Regions from separate parts of the Mus musculus genome. Here all the other regions are linked to region 1. Evidence: chromatin contacts called from public Hi-C and HiChIP or PLAC-seq data. All regions are on one chromosome and are shown on one strand. The core of a region is the stretch at or near the end of the contact, and the rest is flanking DNA. Distances in the headings are between cores, read along the strand shown.

Evidence for each region. Hi-C and Micro-C count contacts between places; a contact is called where the count stands out from the background. HiChIP or PLAC-seq counts read pairs in DNA pulled down with a chosen protein or histone mark.
Region 2: a contact with region 1 is called in an HNF4G HiChIP or PLAC-seq map of pancreatic cancer cells. The contact joins two enhancer-like sites. A contact is called at or near these places in 7 of 39 promoter capture datasets (3T3-L1-derived adipocytes, the C10 cell line, cranial neural crest and 4 more), 2 of 15 datasets of contacts at CTCF or cohesin (the NIH/3T3 cell line and large pre-B cells), 6 of 484 Hi-C or Micro-C datasets (the 3T3-L1 cell line, the HL-1 cell line, Sertoli cells and 3 more), 11 of 115 datasets of contacts at active chromatin or transcription factors (T-cell acute lymphoblastic leukemia, differentiating embryonic stem cells, embryonic forebrain and 7 more) and 1 of 9 other capture datasets (embryonic stem cells).
Region 3: a Hi-C map of bone marrow-derived macrophages shows a contact between it and region 1, with 2.4 times the contacts expected there. The contact joins two enhancer-like sites. A contact is called at or near these places in 8 of 39 promoter capture datasets (3T3-L1-derived adipocytes, the C10 cell line, HPC-7-derived erythroid cells and 5 more), 6 of 15 datasets of contacts at CTCF or cohesin (the NIH/3T3 cell line, embryonic stem cells, large pre-B cells and 2 more), 65 of 484 Hi-C or Micro-C datasets (the 63-12 cell line, the AtT-20 cell line, B cells and 36 more), 18 of 115 datasets of contacts at active chromatin or transcription factors (the HPC-7 cell line, bone marrow-derived dendritic cells, differentiating embryonic stem cells and 13 more) and 2 of 9 other capture datasets (embryonic stem cells and macrophages).

The regions. Positions count from the first base shown.
Region 1 is chr8:126,495,942-126,499,213 of GRCm38.p6, forward strand. Gm51605 (a long non-coding RNA gene) reads right to left here. Exons shown (of 2, transcript XR_003947621.1): 1 at 1,347-3,272. Among named protein-coding and RNA genes, the nearest start is that of Gm51605, 3.1 kb to the right of the region's middle. Within about 2 kb of position 1,825, at least 354 of the 459 cell types and tissues checked have an H3K27ac peak or open chromatin away from gene starts, as enhancers often do. A contact at or near this core is called in 3T3-L1-derived adipocytes, the 63-12 cell line, the BV-2 cell line and 9 more, where this site is marked.
Region 2 is chr8:126,709,340-126,712,611 of GRCm38.p6, forward strand. No RefSeq gene overlaps it. Among named protein-coding and RNA genes, the nearest start is that of Gm31603, 19 kb to the right of the region's middle. Within about 2 kb of position 1,587, at least 18 of the 459 cell types and tissues checked have an H3K27ac peak or open chromatin away from gene starts, as enhancers often do. A contact at or near this core is called in pancreatic cancer cells, where this site is marked.
Region 3 is chr8:126,681,296-126,684,567 of GRCm38.p6, forward strand. No RefSeq gene overlaps it. Among named protein-coding and RNA genes, the nearest start is that of Gm31603, 47 kb to the right of the region's middle. Within about 2 kb of position 1,681, at least 56 of the 459 cell types and tissues checked have an H3K27ac peak or open chromatin away from gene starts, as enhancers often do. A contact at or near this core is called in 3T3-L1-derived adipocytes, the 63-12 cell line, the BV-2 cell line and 8 more, where this site is marked.

The DNA of each region.
Region 1 (3,272 bases), core at 575-3,074:
GTGAGTTTCTGTGTTAACCGCCATCTACTGCACAAAGGCACTTTTCTGATGGGGGCTGGGAACTACACCAATCCATGGTATACAGTTATAAATTTAAAGGGCAATTTGAGGGCTGGGGAGATGGCTCAGCGGTTAAGAGCACCCACTACCCTTCTGAAAGTCCTGAGTTCAATTCCCACCAACTGCATGGTGGTTCACAACCATCTGTAATGGGATCCGATGCCCTCTTCTGGTGTGTCTAAAGACAGCGACGATGTACACATACAAAGTAAGTAAATAAATCTTAAAGGGCAATTTGATTATTTAGTATAATAATAAGCAGTATGTTCTCTCTGGGATCTTTGGGGCTCCCTGACCACAGCACATGGACAGATTTGTGGTACCAGACATCTGTCTCCTCCTGTGGAGTTGGCCCCAAGTCCAACTGGAAACAATAGCATAACAATTACTGCTATTCACAGGGCTCTCAGCTTGAAAAGATAATTGGTGACATGTTAGCCCTGACTGCCTTTCAGTACTGAGAGCTGGCCACAGGGTTGAAGCTTCCTGGTCCCTACTAACTTGATTTCTCTATTTCCAGTAGCCTATGTGTGTGATGTCTTCAGCAATAGGATCCCCCCATCGAGTCTACTGGGTAACCAGGGGCAGAGGCAACACAATGCTCAAGTCTTAATCCCCAGAAGATCATTTCCTCAGAAGATGGATGCATTTGGGGACAAGGCCTTCAAAGAGATGACTAAGATAAAAAGCAGTCAGGAGGATACGTCCTATTTCAACATGATTGATGTCCTTATAAGAAGTAGATTAGGGTACAGGCAGTCATAGAGTAAAGACCACTGAGGACACGGAGAGATAACGGTTGTACCGTGCCCTTGGGAGGCCTCCAAAGACACCAACTCTAAGAAGGCCTTAACCTCAGACTTCTAGCCCCAGAACAAAGAAAATGTTAACTGAATCACTCATCGTGTGGGACACGACTACCGAAGCCAGAGCCATCTTCACAGCTACTTGGTCACATGTCAGGCCTCCTCCAGGTATCAGAGGCTCTTGATATGGTCTGTGATCTGGTCTATCAGCATGAACACCCATGAGGCTGGTGTTCTGAGGGTGTCAACATGTCCACAGGTGGAGTTTGAAAAGTGTGGGGTTCAGCAGACTAGAGAAGAATGTACATATGTTTCAGGCAGGGGTGAGACAGGGACTCCTGTGCTCAAGTGTTAGTGGAGTCGTGACAGGGAGAACATGGTCTGGGAGGGTGTAAGGCAAGGCAGACTTCTCAGAGCTGTAAGCTCGTGTCAAGTGCTGGCCCTGGGGCTGGGGTGCAGCTGAGTTGCTGGAATGCTTACCTATCAGCCGTGAAGTCCTGGGTTTGATCCCCAGCACGATGGTGTGATGATGTGCCTCTATAATTCAAGCACTCAGGAGGTGGAAACAGGAGAACCAAAACCTCAAGGTCTTTCTTGAACACATAGCAAGTTTGAGACCCTGTCTCTAAAAACTAAACAAAACTGGCCTTGAAGCCATTGAAGTCGTTGTCTGGTTCAAGAAGGATGTGAGGCAGTGAGTATCCGGAGGTATAATGATGAGTAGGAGCGGGCACATCTGACCTCCTTGTCTTCCGTTGGTGTTTTGAAACAGATCTTTAAAAAGCCCAAATGAGTTCCCTCTGAGTTCTCCATTAATGAGAAAAAGGCCCGGATGGTACCTGCAATGCTAGCCAGTGACCACCAGATGGCACTCTGTCCCCGCTGTGCAGGCTCACAGCCCAGGGCCTCAGGAAATGTGTCACTGTGCCTCCTTTGCCCGACACTCCCCCTCCTCCCGCAGCAGTCCCGTGTCTACACCACAGGAAGCTCGTCTTTGGGGACATGTGTGAAACTCCACACCGCCTGGCTTAGCTCTGCCTCCTGTTCCTCCTGGGGACATAGCAAGCAAGATCTCACCTACCCTGAAGAGGCCCGAAGAGTCCTCCAGGCGCTCCCGAGCCTGCGTTCTGGCTAGGCACTGAGCTTCCATTTTGAAATCTGCTGCCCAGGAGAAGCACACCCGATGGAAGAGAAGCATATTTCAGAACTATGTATTGATAGATCTGCACCCCTGGCACGAATGCAGCCCTGCAAACACGGCTACCCTGGCATTTAGACCACTTACAGTGGGGTGTAAGACTGACGTAATCCCCAACCTCGGCCCTGGAGAATTAATGAGTTGTTCATGCCATGAGCCGTGAAAGAAAGACTTGCACTGGGGTGGGCGGTTACTGCTTGCCCAGAGTGGCGGAATGAGCCATGGGGCTGGAGGCCAAAGGACTCGGGCCACCCATGCAGGGAATTAACTCCCAGAGATCCATCGCAGGCACGGAGGGCACGGAGCAATCGCTCCATTTGAAGTTTGCATGCCTCTCGGCCCTGCACATCTGAGACTTGGGGTCCATCCCATAGGAACCAGTCCATGACCAAAATCTGGCCGTTGAAAATCTACTGTTGTCAAGCTCTGGCTTTTAGGCAGAGAGCCCTGTCCTTGCTTTCAACTCCAAAAGCAATGAATAATTAATCATCACATTCTTGAATAGAAAGGACGTTTCAATGGATGAGTGACACTTTCAATAGGGTTCTCTGATATTTGCTGTTGCTTCCTTCTGTCTGAAGCAGGACCCCAGGAGTGAAAGGAAGCGAAGACAGAGGCAACATTGTGTTTATTACCGGCTGTGCTTTTGACCCATCAGAAACTGGAGTGGATAGAGAGCAGCTGGATCGGATATTTACCTTGGCACCTGCCCCGCACCAGGCTCTCTCTCTCTCCCATATGTTATATAAGCAGTTTCATGCTCCATACTCGGGGCAATGCTTGGCAGTTGGCTTTGAACCTTTTGTGTGAGTGTATGTGTGCACATATGCCTATGGGTGCCTGTGTGTATGTGTTGCTTGTATGTGTATACATGTGTGTGAAAGGCCAGAAGGCAATCCCAGGTGTCCTTTCTTCATACTATCTGTATTATTTTTTTGAGACTCTTTGATCTGACCTCACCAAGCAGACTAGACTGACTGGCCAGTGAGGCCAAGGGATCTATCTACCTGAGTCCTTGTCTTAGTTAGGGTTTTACTGCTGTGAACAGACACCATGACCAAGGCAACTCTTGTAAGGACAGCGTTTCATTGGGGCTGGCTTACAGGTTCAGAGGTTTAGCCCATTATCATCAAGGCAAGAAGCATTGGCAGCATTCATGCAAGCATGTTGCAGGAGGAGCTGAGAGTTCTAAGTCTTCATCCAAAGGC
Region 2 (3,272 bases), core at 337-2,836, 210 kb after region 1:
AGCATCACTCAGTTCAGGCTAGAGACACAGAATCTTTGCATGAGTTCACTCATGAGTATGTATATGTGTGTGTGCAGTGTGTATATATGTGTGTAAGTGGTATGTATATGTGTGTGGGATGTGTGGCATGTATATATGTGTATAAGTGGTATGTGTATGGTTGTGTGGTGTGCATATGTGTGTGAGTGTGTTTGTACTATGCTAATCCTTACACTAGCATCACTCAGCTCAGTTCTCATCACTCTGCATTTCCTCTTGCCAAACACACACAGCATACAAACATGGACACACACACACACATGTGCATCCATATACCAAACAAACATGAACTCACATACACGCACACCCACCACATAGACATGGACACACATACATCGCCACACAAACATGGTCATACATATCACTCAAACATGAACATACACACACACCACTTACATGCACACATGCACATGCATTTGCAATACACACATTGCTTACACACACATGTACAGACATGTACACATGCACACACATTCATACACACACCACATAAACATGGACACACGTACATACATGCACACACCAGATACGTGCACATAGCAATAAAATATAAGTCGATTGATCATGTTTCCCAGCAATCAACACAATAGACCCCTTCCAAGGGAGCAGAAGCCTCCTTACCTACATTTTCTGGAAGCCTCTGCTCTCTATCAGACTGCCAGAAGCCACGGTATAAGTAATGCTTGGGACCATCCCTTCCCTCTCTCCAGTGGAAATCCACCAGTGGACCACTCCTGCCTGTCTCCGTGTAAAAAATCTCTCAGCTTATGGTATCCAGAGAATTCTAAGTCACAGGCCCAGGCCTTCTTTTACCCCAGCCATAACCAGCATGAGGGACAGGCTCCCCCGAGACCCCCTCCTCATACCTGCTATGGTATGATCCCACCTGGAGGGATTTCACAAGGCAAATGAGATAAAAGCTTTGATGCAAGCTTGTCATGCTAAGGAGACCCAGCCAAGGTCTTGGCAGGGCCTGCAGCTTGCTCCAAGGGTGCTCTGGAGGTCTGGCTAAGACTAAGAGAAGTAATCCCAGGGCTTCCAGCTTGCAGGCCCACACTGTGTGGTCCCTAAGACCTGGGATCAGGAGGAGAGCCCTAGGCCAGGGTTCCAGCCGCAGCTCAGGGGGCCCAAGCAGAGACTCTCTCACTGTAGTGAGAAAACTTATATAAATAAACATCAGTGGATATTTGTGCTCATTTTTGCATATTAATAAGCAAAAATGATAACTTTCTAATAACTGGCCAGAGATTTTACAATAACCTCATACCTAGCACTACTCTTGGCACCTAGTAGGAACTCAGAAAGTTTAGTGTGGGACTTCCCAATACCTGTAGTGCTAGGCCCAGACCTGCCTCCTGAGCCCGGGTCCCTGTGCATTCTACAGAGGAAGTATGACTGTCCCTCCTGAGTCCTGGGACCCCATGCGTTCTACAGAGTAAACGTGGCTGCCCCCTTACCTGCAGCTGAGTCATCTCTTATTCATTGTCTACTCTTTACAGTGAAATCAGAGTGTGAGTCAATCCAAACCTCATTGGTTTCCTTGGGACAGATGCTGCTGGCCTTCAGTAAGAATCTGACTCTGGTCCCTCAGCCCATGCAGGCTGACCTTTCCCAGGCTGCACCCTCTCCAGGTTGTTCTGGGCATTTTGATGGCACGCTCCATCTAAATGTCCCCAGAATGCCCTGCCTCTCCCTGGGGAGGGTTTCCTAAAGACTTGCAGGGAACAGAATTGAGACTTGAAGTCTTACCTCTTCTCCAGTGAGACTTTAAGAGCACAACATGACAGTGGGGCTTGGCTGATGGCTCAGTCATCAAAGTGCCTGAACTGTAAGCATGAAGTTTTACCAACACCCTGTTGTGGCAGTACACATCTGTAAACCTATGGCTGGGAAAATGGAGACAGGAGGATCAGTAAGTTCCAGGCCAATGACAGACCTCATCTCAAAAACAACGTGCATCTGGATAGAATGACCTCTGTCCTCTATCAGCATACACACAACCACACACACAAAACCACACATACACACAATCACACAGACAACCACACACACAGAGAACTACACACACACAACCACAGACATACAACCACACGTAACCACACACAGGCAACCACACAGACAACCACACACAGACAACCACACACACTCAACCCTAAGTGCTGTACTAATGGGCGGACCTTAAGTAACATAGACACAGAGAGACAGACAATAACAAGATAAAATATGTTAAAAAGCAAAGCAGATCTAAAGCTTGGAAAGAGAGAAAGAAGACACAGAAGCTGGTCTGCAGTGTGGTGTTACTGCCGGGCTCTACACACTGATTGTTCTACTCAGGGTCACTATTGCTGTGCTGAAAAACCATGACCAAAACAGCCTGGGAAGGGAAGGGTTCATTTGGCTTACACTTCCACATCACTGTTCATCATGGAAGTACGGACCTGGAGGCAGGAACTGATGCAGAGGTTGTCGAGGGATGCTGCTTACTGGCTTACCCAAAATGGCTTGCTCAGCCTGCTTTCTTTTAGAGACAGGACCACCAGCCCAGGGTTGGCTCTCCACCCACAATGTGGTCCCTCCCCATCAATCACTAGTTAAGAAAATGCCTTATAGGTTTGCCTACAGCCAAATCTTACGGAGGCATTTTCTCAGTTGAGGTTTCCTCCTCTCCAGTGACTCCAGCTTGTGTGTCAAGCTGACATAAAATTAGCCAGCCCACCAACTCATGTAAGTGTTGAGTTGAACATTAAATTTACCTGGATGGCTTGGGCTTCCCAGCAGCCAAAGCAAAAAGTGAGATATGGCCAGGCACAGCATTTGCAATGATGGAAGGATAGACCCCTTTGAGCAAACCTTAAGAGTACTCCTCAGAAGAGAAAAAGAACAAGAAATGGGGGACCGGAGAACCTGTAGTCACTGAGGATGGCAGTGCATGCATATGCATGTGTGTGCATGTGTGCACGTATGTGTGTGCATGTGTATGTGTGTGTGCATATATGTGTGTGCATTGTATGTGTGTGTGCACGTATGTGCATGTGTGTGTGCATGCACACACAGAAATGCACATACGCCCATGGTTGTCTTCTTGCTCTTGAGACCATGGCTCCTACTGGCCTGTACCTCACCAATGCAGTTAGGCTGCTTGGTCCTTGAGCCCTAAGGATCTGCCTGCCTCCTCCACCCCATCATTGAGAATAGACTAATGCACCAGCATGAGAATCTGAAGTAGGGTCTTC
Region 3 (3,272 bases), core at 431-2,930, 190 kb after region 1:
GTATGTATATGTGTGTATGTGGTATGTATGTGTATGCATGTGTGTATGTATGTACGTATAAATGTGGGTATGTGTGTATATGTGTGTGTGTTCACCTTAGTACACGTGCACAAGGAAGCTAGAGGCACCATAGCATCTGGATCTAGAGGTGCACACAGTTCTGAGCTACCTGATATGGAATCTGGGAACCAAACTCTTGTTCTCTGGAAGAACAGAAAGTGTTCTTAACCACTGAGCTACCTCTCAGTCCATCTACGTTGTGGTTTTGAGATAAGGTCTCTCATTGGTCTGTAACTCACCCATTAAGATAATCCTGTTGTCTTAGGGCTTTTACTGCTGTGATGAAACACTATGACCAAAAAGCAAGTTGAGGAGAAAGGAGTTTATTTATTCAGCTTATACTTCCATATCACTGTTCATCATTGAAGGAGGTTAGGGCAGGAACTCAAGCAGGACAGGAACCTGTAGGCAGGAACTGATGCAGAGGCCATGGAGGGGTGCTACTTACTGCCTTTTTCCACATCGCTTGCTCAGCCTGCTTTCTTATAGAACCCAGGACCACTAGCCCAGAGACAGCGCCATCCACAGTGGTCTGGGCCCTCCCCCACTGATCACTAGTTAAGAAAATGCCTTACAGCTAGATCTTATAGAGGCATTTTCTCCATGGAGGTTCCCTCCTCTTAGATGACAATAGTTTGTGTTAAATCAGTGTAAGTCTAGCCAAGACACATGGGTCCTGGGGGGTAAGCTGAGGACTTCATGCTTAAATGCAGGCTCTTTACCAACAGTGCATCTCCCCAGACCTTCCTAGCTCACTCCTAAGAAGAGGCCAGGGAACTTCTCTGAGCTTTCTTGCATCTGCCCAGTGGAAATGTTGCGCTGTACCCAGGCAGACTGCACTCTATGCTTATTCTGCCAAGGGTCATGCTTTGAAAATATCTTGAATTTTGTTTTTGTAGCTTGTTAACCTTTTCCTTCCTGTGACAATGCTAGTGTTTGTGCTGCCTTCTCAGCAGTAGGAGGCCGTTCTGAGTGGACGCATCAAGGCATTTCCCCCTTAATCTCATTACAAGGGTTTCTCAGTCTTTAATTCTTCCCAGGACTCCCTTGTTGTGAAACAATTTCCTCTTGGAACCCTTTCTGCTTTGTGACGCTAGGAGAGCAAGTATGTTTGGTTTTGTTGAGAAACAAGGAAAGAAAGACAACAGCAAAGAACAAAACCAAGCTACGCATACAGCACAGGGAGCTGGGGAGAGAGCTTGTTGTCTGCCTGGCAAATCACCAACCTGACACACTTAAAAAAAGCTCGGAATGGTGGGGTTCTTGTAAGCCAGTACTGGGGAGGGTAGAGACAGAATCCCTGGGACTCACTGATCGGCCCTGCTAGCTTAGTGAGTTCCAGGTCATAAGAGATCCCATCTCAAAAAATAAGAAATTAAGGTGGATGGTATGTCTAAGGCTGTCTTCTGGCCTCCACCTGTATGCACACAAATTGTGATTACAGAATATAAAATGAGGTCCTGGCATGTAGAAGAGCTGAAGTCTGCGGCTTGGACCAGGTGTTCTGATTCCCAGATTGAATGAGGCTGTCTCCAGGAGGCCATCTTGTCTCTGCCTCTCTCCTCCCTACCTGGGGCTTAAGACATGTGAATGAGCCCACGCTTGACAGCTGCTACCACTCACGTGTTTAGAGAGCATCTTATTTCGTCCTCTTGCCCCTCAGATGTTGTCCATCTGCCTGCTTGGCCGCCCTGATGAGAATCTTATGAGCATGTGGCATTTCCAGAGTTTTTCTTAGTCTAAATGCCATGGACAAATCCCTCCTGAAATCTTATCCATATGTGCTGGGTTCATCCTCAGTCCTTGAAGGAACAGAGCCAGCCTCTCGTTAATTTTCCAATCTTTCCCACTAAAATGTTTAGTTCCCCTTCTGAGTCCTTTCATAGATTATTTCTGCCAAGACAATGGGACAGAGGGTTCCTGGAATAAATGATGGAACTGGAGGGAATTAACCAATAAGATCAACGGTGGAGCCAAGCCAACTGTTGGAGCCTCCCCATCCCATGCAACTGGTACAGGGAGGCAGAAGTGCTTCCCCAACTGTCTGTCCCGGTACCATGTGGCTGTACATGTGTTGCACACAAGTGTCATGCAGATGGAGGTCCACGCCTTGCTTCCTGGGTTTGATTGATGGCAACTAGCCAGGGTTATAGCTGCAGCAATAGGCATTATTAGGGAGGTGGCACCCACAGCACTGGGGGCCATCCATATGAGATTCTTACGAGCATATGGGTTTTTCTTATCACGGTTTTTCTTAGTCTAAACTGCATGGACAAATCTCTATTGAAATCTCATCCACTATGCAAAGTTTATCCTCAGTCCTTGAAGGAACCAAGCCAGTCTCTTTGTTATGCCTAACCTGGTTGGCTTTCTGGGACAGAGCTGTGGCCCCTGATCTGCTGGCAACTCACTTCCTCTTTTCAGTAGAATGGTACTAATGATACCATCCACTTCCAAGTCTTGCTTTCTTGTACATTCATGTAAGAATGAGTAGATATGTATACATGCAAATATATGCATATATCACACATGTACATATTTAGATATGTACATGTTAGGAAGACTGGGTGAGATGAATGGAGAGGAGAGGAGACCTATCAGACAAACCTAAAGGAATCCTAAGCTGACACATCCTTTCATTATGTCCTCATGAAATGGCATGTGTGGGTGAGGGAGGGGTTCTAGGAGCTTCAGTAGCTTACCCATCACCATTAATCCTGCAGTTGGCAGCTTGTGTCAGTTGGCTCAAAAGCAGTGACTCACTCTGACTCAAAGGGCTCTGAAGACTTCTCCTTGAATCCGTCACAACACATCTTCCTCTCTGGCAGCTCTTCATGACTCAGAGGCCCCTCAGCCAGGCCACTGGGAGATTGGGGGATGGGGATGTTTCGAGTGATTGAAAAATCGTGTCTGACACCGGGGAGACAGTTCAGTTAGTAAAGCACAGTGAGTCTCACACTTGTGAAGATTGGAGACTCACTGCAAGAACCCATATTTAACAATAATAATAATAATGCAGGCATGGTGGTGTGCTTGGGATCCGAGCCCTAGGGAAGACAGGTACAGGATGATCCCTGGGCACTGGCCAGCTAGCCTAGGCTACTCGGAGAGATCCAGGCCAGAGGAAGAGTGCATCTAGAAGACAAGGTAATGGCTAAGGAAGCATGCCTGAGGAAGGACCGCCTATATACCTTTGACCCTCGCTTGTGCAT